2 separate regions of the Callithrix jacchus genome follow, and region 1 is linked to region 2. Evidence: chromatin contacts called from public Hi-C data. All regions are on one chromosome and are shown on one strand. The core of a region is the stretch at or near the end of the contact, and the rest is flanking DNA. Distances in the headings are between cores, read along the strand shown. Region 1 holds the start of TRIM14 (tripartite motif containing 14). Region 2 overlaps TRIM14 (tripartite motif containing 14).

Region 1 (4,249 bases), core at 210-2,709, 60 kb after region 2:
TATATTTTCTGAATCTTATTACTTGAAGTTGACTGTAGGTAAGTGGGTAGGGGGTTGGGCAAACGGATGGGTGAGACTCGAGCCAGATCTGTGAAAAGCAGCCTTGTTAATTCTGAGTAACTGTTTTTCAAGGAGCTATTATTATAATTACAGCCATTTCATACATAAAAAAATGGAAGGGTCTGGTGGCAGGGGCAGGTCTTGAGCCCAGGACTCCAATGGATTGTCCCCCATACACCCCTTTTCACCTTGGAGTTCCAAGGTTGTCACAATGTGGTGGTCTGGAGTCAGGCGCTGCAGGGGAAAAACTCGAGATGGGACCGAGTTCATCACAGAAGACTTCTTGAGACAGAAGTGGTAGAATCAACATCTATCAGACAGGAGGGCCTGCGTCACCCAGGCTTCATGAAACCCTGAGAGAGGATTTGGGAGGAGCCACAGAATAACAGCTGGGAAGCTGGAGCAGGAGCCCAAAGCCCCTGGCCACTGCTAGGATTATGCATGGGCGAGGCTTCCATAATGAGAAGGGCCCTGTTGGGGGCATCTGGCTAATGGAGTCCTGGGTTCAAGGCCTGCCCCTGCCTTCAGAGCCTTCCTCTTGTGGCCTATAAAATGTCTGTAATAACAATAGTTGACACAGGGCTGCTGTGAGCAGGAATGGGAGTGTCTGTGTGGCCAGTGAGGGGAGAGGAGGTAGGTAGTGACTGTTGAGGCTGCTCCCAGGGCAATCGGGCTGTCCTCAGTTCAAGGTTCACAGCCTCTTTCTGTGGGGTTCACAGGCCATTTCTGTAGACTACAGATTGAGTAAACTGGAGATGTCTGTGTGACTCTCTGAGCTACACAGGGCTGTTTATTAACAGGGAGGGTTTGCACCTCTGTTAACTAAAAGGCAGACTGGCTTCCAGCCCAATGGCAATGTGGTGGACCCGCCATGGTGGACAGGGTCAAGGAAATCTGGGTACCAGTTTGGGCTCCCAACCTCTCACTCCTAAACCCACCTTTTCTGAAGCTCAACTGCTGGCCTTGACTCGTCCTTGCCCTTCCGTGGGTCTCAGTCTCCGGTTCTGAACTTTTCGTCGACCGCTTAGACGCCCTCTGGGGCACCTGTGGTTTCCAGGTTGTTACCCGCCCCTGGCCACTGGATGGCAGGCACACCCCCTCTTCCACCGTTGTGCCTGGGCTGGCTCCCACAACTCCCGCGCGGCGTTCCCACCGTCCCCACCTGCACGTGTACCGCCGCCTCCAACGCCAGGTCCACCCGGTGGCCGCGGTGCGCGCCCAGCACCGGGCAAAGCGCGCACACGCAGCGGCGGCAGCTGCGACAGAAGAGCTCGGTCACGCGGTCGTCGTGCTCCGGGCAGCGCCAGCCGCATCCCTCGACGAGCTCCGATCCCCCAGGGGTCAGGTTCGCAGCCGCCGCACCCGCCATTCATCCCCGCCGCCTCGGGCTCCCGGGGCACGGGGCGGGGCTCACACGGGAAATCGAAACCTCGGCCGTGGGCGGGGCGGCTCCAGGCCGGCCCAGCTCCGGCACTGGAGGACCGCAGGGCGCCCCCGGCCGCCGGGAGGATGACAGCTAGCCGCGAGCAGCGAAGGGCCTCGGAGCACCCTCCGATCAGCAGGGTGCTCCCTCTGCCCGCCCAAGTCGGGAGGTGGCCCCAGCAGACATGGGAGGCTCCTAATGGGCCAGCTGGGAGAGGGTGGGCTTCCTGCTTAATGACGATGGTCCAGTAACGCCTAGAAAACTGCAGCCCTGATGATGGGACCAAAGTTGGCTGTGACCTTCCGGGGTCAGGGGGACGGTGCGCCTCTTACTTTCTCCTGATCCTCTGTTGCCCTTTTCCCGGGAAAGATAGCCATTCCCACAATTGTGAGAAACCTCGTCAACCTCAAATAATGACACAGAGATTCTCCAAATGAGTTTATTTCGGACTGAGCAAAAGCATTGCAATCCGGGAATAAATGTGCCATGGCACCCAAGGGGTGGGGGCACGGAGTATTCAGGGAGGCAAAGGAAAGCGGAGGCTTTTAAAGGCAAAACGAGGAGGATCGCATATATTGTATTAAAATAATAATACTTGGTTACAAGAATAAATACGGTGGCTTCAGCCCAAAAGTTGGACAGGCAGTTGCTGGGCAGATGTCCTCATACGGTGGCTTTTGTGCAAGATTGTGGTTCTTTGTGCAAGGTTGCAGTTTGGTGCAACCTATTATCATGCAATAATAGTTCCTGTTATCAGGCAAATCGTTAGTGAGGGCACCCAACTTCATGGCCTCCCAAACTCCTGCGCTCAAGTTATCTTCTTTTTTTTTTTTTTTTTTTGAGACAGAGTTTCGCTCTTGTTACCCAGGCTGGAGTGCAATGGCGCCATCTCGGCTCACCGCAAACTCCGCCTCCTGGGTTCAGGCAATTCTCCTGCCTCAGCCTCCTGAGTAGCTGGGACTACAGGCATGTGCCACCATGCCCAGCTAATCTTTGTATTTTTAGTAGAGAGGGGGTTTCACCATGTTGACCAGGATGGTCTCAATCTGTTGACCTCGTGATCCACCCGCCTCGGCCTCCCAAAGTGCTGGGATTACAGGCGTGAGCCACCGTGCCCGGCCTCAAGTTATCTTCTTACCTCATTCTCTGGAGTAGCTGAGACTACAGGAGCACCATTTAGTTTAGTTTTGACGTAAGTGACTCCAACTTTCATACACACCCTCCCACCACTAATTCCACTTGCTCCAGGCTCAAGTCTCGGCTCCCGTTTATAAGACCGGCCTTCCTTCCTTCCTTCCTTCCTTCCTTCCTTCCTTCCTTCCTTCCTTCCTTCCTTCCTTCCCTTCCTCTCTCTCTTTCTTTTTGAGACGGAGTCTCGCTCTGTCACCCAGGCTGGAGTGCAGTTACACAATCTCAGCTCACTGCAATCTCTGCCTCCTGGGTTCAAGCGATTCTTCTGCCTTAGCCTTCCGAGTAGCTGGGACTACAGGCATGTGCCACCATGCCCAGCTAATCTTTGTATTTTTAGTAGAGACAGGGCTTCATCACATCGGCCAGGCTGGTCTCGAACTCCTGACCTTGCGATCCACCTGCCTCAGCCTCCCAAAGTGCCGTGATTATAGGCATGAGCCACTGTGCCTGGTCTCCTTGGCTCTTTCTTAAGATCCTTGGTCACCGCCCTGCCTATGCTCCACCCTTTGCTTTTTCAAGACTGGGAGACATGCAGTTTGTCCTACTTGGAACAGTCTTCTTCCCAAATACCCTTTTCCCTGAGTATTCCAACTTATCCTGCAAATTTCTACCTTCTTCTCCAGGAAGCCTTCCCTGCTTCTCCTTCCAAAATAGCTTACGCTTCTCCTATCCTGGCCCTCCCCATTCCCTAAACCATGAGTGAAAACTGGAGAGGGCAAAGACTATGTCTGTCCTACCTGTTTTCCAACTTGGTGTCTAACTCCAACAGTAGATAGTGAATTGGTATTTGTGGAACACATCAAGGAAATGAAAGCTCCATGTAGTAAAATGTCTGGCCAGATGTTTATTATTTTGTTACATTATTTTCAATGCACATTCCACATCTATTTATTTTCATTTTTATTATTATTTTTCACAAAGGTACAAGGAATTTCAGAAACAACATTGAAACAATCATTCAAACGGTGTCAGGCACAGTTGCAATTAAAAGCATAGATTTGATTTCTGACTTCCTGTTTCTTTCTGTGATACAATCTCAAGTTTTGTTCCAGGAAGCACAATTATTGTAGCGTTAAGGTGGACACCCACCAAAGCCCATCTCCTAGTGCTGTCCTCATTCTCAGAAAGTTCCTGAGTCAACAGAAAGGGGACGCCCAGAGCAGGAGATGAAGGCCTGCTCTGCCAACTGGCTGGGCCCTGAAAATGCTGGTCCAGTTCCACTACATCAGCTCAAGAACACAAACAAAAACATAATTTAAAAAACAGATGGCTTAAAAAAATATCTGATAAAAATTACCTATCCCTCTCCCTTGCTGTGAAATAATTTAAATAATTTATTCTAGATGTAAAAAAAAAAGTTTGTTCAAAAACACCTGTGTCCTGTTTGTCAGAGTACAGTCTGGGTCCCTTGGGGTGGAGAGAGCTGGCCAAGGAATGGCACTGTGCAGAGGCATTCTGGGAAGCTCTCAGGATGCAATCCCACCTCTGCCACTTGGCAGCCAGTGACCTCAGCATGATATTTCTTCACTTCTCTAAGGCTAAGTCTTTGCTACTGAACATGGGGATTGTAATGCC
Region 2 (3,998 bases), core at 543-3,042:
TCCCAGCTACTCAGGAGGCAGAGGCAGGAGAATCACTTGAACCTGGGAGGTGGAGGTTGTAATGAGCTGAGATTACGCCTCTGCACTCCAGCCTGGCAGTAGAGCTCTCTCAATAATACTCCATCTCAATAATAATAACAACAACAACAACAAATAGCAAGTTGTCTGGAAGTAGGGAGCAGCCACAATGGAATCCCAGAGTCCCTCCAAGTTTGTGGGGACACCCCACTTGGCCAGGTTTCTCCTCATAGAAAATGGTCTGGAAACCAGTGTCTGGGTGTGGTGGCTCACACCTGTAATCCCAGAGCTTTGGGAGGCTGAGCTGGAAGGATCGTTTGAGGCCAGGTGTGCAAGACCAGCATGGGCAACATAGGGAGACCCCTATCCCTACAAAAAACACAAAAATTAGCCAGGCGTGGTGGTGCACTCCTATAGTCTAGGAGGCTGAGGATTGCTTGAGCTCACATATTTGGGACTGCCTTGAGCCATGAATGGGCCACTGTGCTCCAGCCTGGGTGATAGGGCAAGACCCTGCCTCACACACACACAAAAAGAGCAAGGAAACCACAATTTTGGAGTTTGCCCCTTGCTGACTAGCCTTGACTGACTTGAGTGGGGAGACATTGGCATTGTCCAGAAGGAAGTGACTTGCAGGATTGTCACAGGTGGGTTTTGGCTTGGCCATGCTACATCCTGGGAGAGTCCAGCTAGTGTGAGGTCCTGGGCCTCATCTGCTCTGTGACCTGCCTCCTTAAAATTTCTTCATATGTTCTTTTGAATGTAAAAAACTTTTAGTTGTAAAAATAACATTACAAAGTTTAGAGAACAAGAAAAGGGGAGAAAATTGACCCATAATCCCTCTGTAGTAGCTCTTTTTATATATTTCCGCAAGTCTTTTTATATGCTTGTTTTATTGCCTGCTTGTGCTCTTTAGTGAACACTGAGTTCTGTGCATGCTCGTTTTAGTTAACATTATAGCACGAACTTTTACCCAAGCATAAAACCTTATGCTTGAAGATTTTAATAGCAATGTAATACTTCTTTTGCCTCATGGACTATCTATAGCTAACCATTCCTCTACTTTTGGACATGGAGCTTATTTTAGGTTTTTTTTTGTTTTGTTTTGTTTTTTGAGATGGAGTCTTGCTCTGTTATCCAAGCTGCAGTGCAGTGGTGCACTCTTGGCTCACTGCAACCTCCACCTCCTGGGTTGAAGCGATTCTCCTGCCTCAGCCTCCTGAGTAGCTGGGACAGATATGCACTCCCATGCTCAGCTAATTTTGTTGTATTTTTAGTAGAGACAGGGTTTCACCATGTTAGTCAGGTACGTGGTGACAAGGATACAAAGAAAATAGGTCATGCATATATTGCTGGTGGGAATGTAGAATGATCCAATCATGCTAGAAAATAGTTCATTCCTTCTTTTTTAAACAGCCTTATTGGGACATAATTCATATGCTGTACAATTCAACCATTTACAGTGGACTGGGAGTTTCTTATAAAGCTAGACATGTGTTTATCATATGACCCACCAGCTGTCATTTAATAATTTATCCCCAAAGAAGTGAAAACTTAACATTCATACAAAAACTTGTACGTGAGTGTCATCACAACTTTTATTCTTAGTAGCTCAAAACTAGAACAAGTGAAATGTTCTTCAGCGGGTGAATGGTGAAACACTGGTACAAACGTACCATTGAGTGCTGCTCAGCAATCAGAAGGCATGAACTGTTGATGTGCGCAGCAGCCTGGATGCATCTCAAGGATATGATGCTGAGTGAGAAAGCAGCATGCACAGAAGGTTGCATTCTGTGCAATTCTGCTTACATGACATTCTGGAAATAACAGAATTATGAGGATGGAGAACAGACAAGTAGTTGCCAAAGGTTAGTCAGGGGAAGGGGCTGTGCTTATAAAGGGGTGACAGGAAAAGTCCTTGTAGCAGTGGCATCATGGTACCTTCTGTATGTTGAAAGATATGTATACTCTTTAGTAATTTTTTTTTTTGAGACAGGGTCTCGCTTGGTTGCCCAGGCTGGAGAGTAGTGACACAATCATAGCTCATAGCTCACTGCAGCCTCGACCGCCCAGGCGCAAGCAATCCTCCCATGTCAGCCTCCTTAGTAGCTGGGACTACAGGTGCATACCACCATGACCAGCTAATTTCTAAATTTTTTGTAGAGATGGGTTTCCCTATGTTCCCTAGGCTGGTCCTAAACTCTGGGCCTCAAGTAGTCTCCCACCTTGGCTTCCCAAAGTGCTAGGATTATAGGTGTGAACCACTGTACCTGGCTTCCTCAGTAATTTTTAAGATTCTAAAGAAGAAAACATTTAGGACCCTATGCTGAATGGTGTGTATGCATACCCCGCTGTGTGGTGTGTACCCTGGCTATATGACAGCATGGCTGCATGGCACACACCTCAGCTGTACGGTACATACCCATGCTGAGTGGTCCATACCCCAGCTGTATGATACACACCCTAGCTGTATGGTACACACCCTGCCATGTGGCCCATCCCCCGGCTGTATGGCCCAGTGGCCAAATGAATGGACTGTAAGGTCAGATTTATTTTTTTTTCTTTGAGACATAGTCTTGCACTGTCGCCCAGCCTGGAGTGCACTGGTGTGATCTTGGCTCACTGCAACCTCCACCTACCGGGCTCAAATGATTCTCCTGCCTCAGCCTCCCGAGTAGCTGGGATTATAGGTGCCCGCCATTATGCCCAGCTAATTTTGTATTTTTTTAGTAGACCGAGTTTCACCATTTTGGCCAGGCTGATCTTGAACTCCTGACGTCGCGATCTGCCCACCTCAGCCTCCCAAAGTGCTAGGATTACAGGTGTGAGCCACCACGCCTGGCCTAAGGTCAAATTTTAAGTTGTTGTATTTTTTGAGATGGAGTCTTGCTCTGTTGCCCACATTGGAGTGTAATGGCATGATCTCAGGTCACTGCAGCCTCCGCCTCCCGAGTTCAAGCCATTCTCCTGCCTCAGCCTCACAGTTAGCTGGGACTACAGGCATGCACCACCATGACCAGCTAATTTTTTTTTTTTTTTTTTTTTTGGTATTAATGGAAATGGGGTTTCACAATGCTGGCCAGGCTGGTCTTGAACTCCTGAGCTTATTAAATGTGATTGTTAATATAAAGCATAGTACACAATCAGTATTCAGTGAATGTTAGTTACAGTTAAGGAAAGCAACCTGTGCTAAAGGCTGGGACATCTGGGTATTTTTTTTTTGAGACGGAGTTTCGCTCTTGTTACCCAGGCTGGAGTGCAATGGTGCGATCTCGGCTTACCGCAACCTCCGCCTCCTGGGTTCAGGCAATTCTCCTGCCTCAGCCTCCTGAGTAGCTGGGATTACAGGCATGCGCCACCATGCCCAGCTAATTTTTTGTATTTTTAGTAGAGACGGGGTTTCACCATGTTGACCAGGATGGTCTCAATCTCTTGACCTCGTGATCTACCTGCCTCGGCCTCCCAAAGTGTGACATCTGGGTATTTGCCCTGACTTTGCCCTTAACTCTCGGTGTGACCTTGGTGAGCCAATTCTCTGCCTGGGCCTCCATTTTCTTTTCTGTGACCAAGCTGCCATCCAAGGACTCTCCCTATTCTGGTGTCCTGAGTCAGCACAGAACCAGGGAAGATACCAAGGTGACTTGCACCTGGAATGGGGACTTTTCTGCTTCCGACCACATTTCCTGATATTGGGAGCTCCCTGAGCTCCTGGATCTGACCTAGGAGAAAGGTGCCTCCTTGCACCTGGGAGGCTGCCGAGGTGGACCGTGGTCTGCAGTTGGCATCAGCGGACAACCTTGAGAACTTGGAGTGGTTGGGCAAAAGGGAGGAGTCTGGTTTGTAGCGGGACTTGGTTTTCCTTCCCTCCACTCACCAGGCAGCCCATCTGCTTGCTGTCTGGAAGGTGTGTTTTAGAGCCAGGTTCTCTGAGCTCAGCTGCTGGTGCTCACACTCTCTCTGTGTGGCTTGGGCTCCTCATG

Evidence for each region. A called contact is a pair of places that touch in the nucleus more often than the background predicts.
Region 1: a Hi-C map of skeletal muscle shows a contact between it and region 2, with 2.0 times the contacts expected there. The contact joins the promoter of TRIM14 here to the enhancer-like site in region 2. A contact is called at or near these places in 2 of 3 Hi-C or Micro-C datasets (induced pluripotent stem cells and skeletal muscle).

The regions. Positions count from the first base shown.
Region 1 is chr1:146,244,573-146,248,821 of calJac240_pri, forward strand. TRIM14 (tripartite motif containing 14) reads right to left here and starts at 1,460. Exons shown (of 7, transcript XM_002743119.6): 1 at 1,223-1,460. The coding sequence starts at 1,429. It overlaps CORO2A (coronin 2A), which reads right to left. Exons shown (of 12, transcript XM_054258168.2): 12 at 3,496-4,249.
Region 2 is chr1:146,183,954-146,187,951 of calJac240_pri, forward strand. All of the region lies in intron 6 of TRIM14 (tripartite motif containing 14), which reads right to left. The region is part of intron 2 of NANS (N-acetylneuraminate synthase); the gene reads left to right. Among named protein-coding and RNA genes, the nearest start is that of NANS, 7.2 kb to the left of the region's middle. Within about 2 kb of position 1,793, at least 2 of the 16 cell types and tissues checked have an H3K27ac peak or open chromatin away from gene starts, as enhancers often do.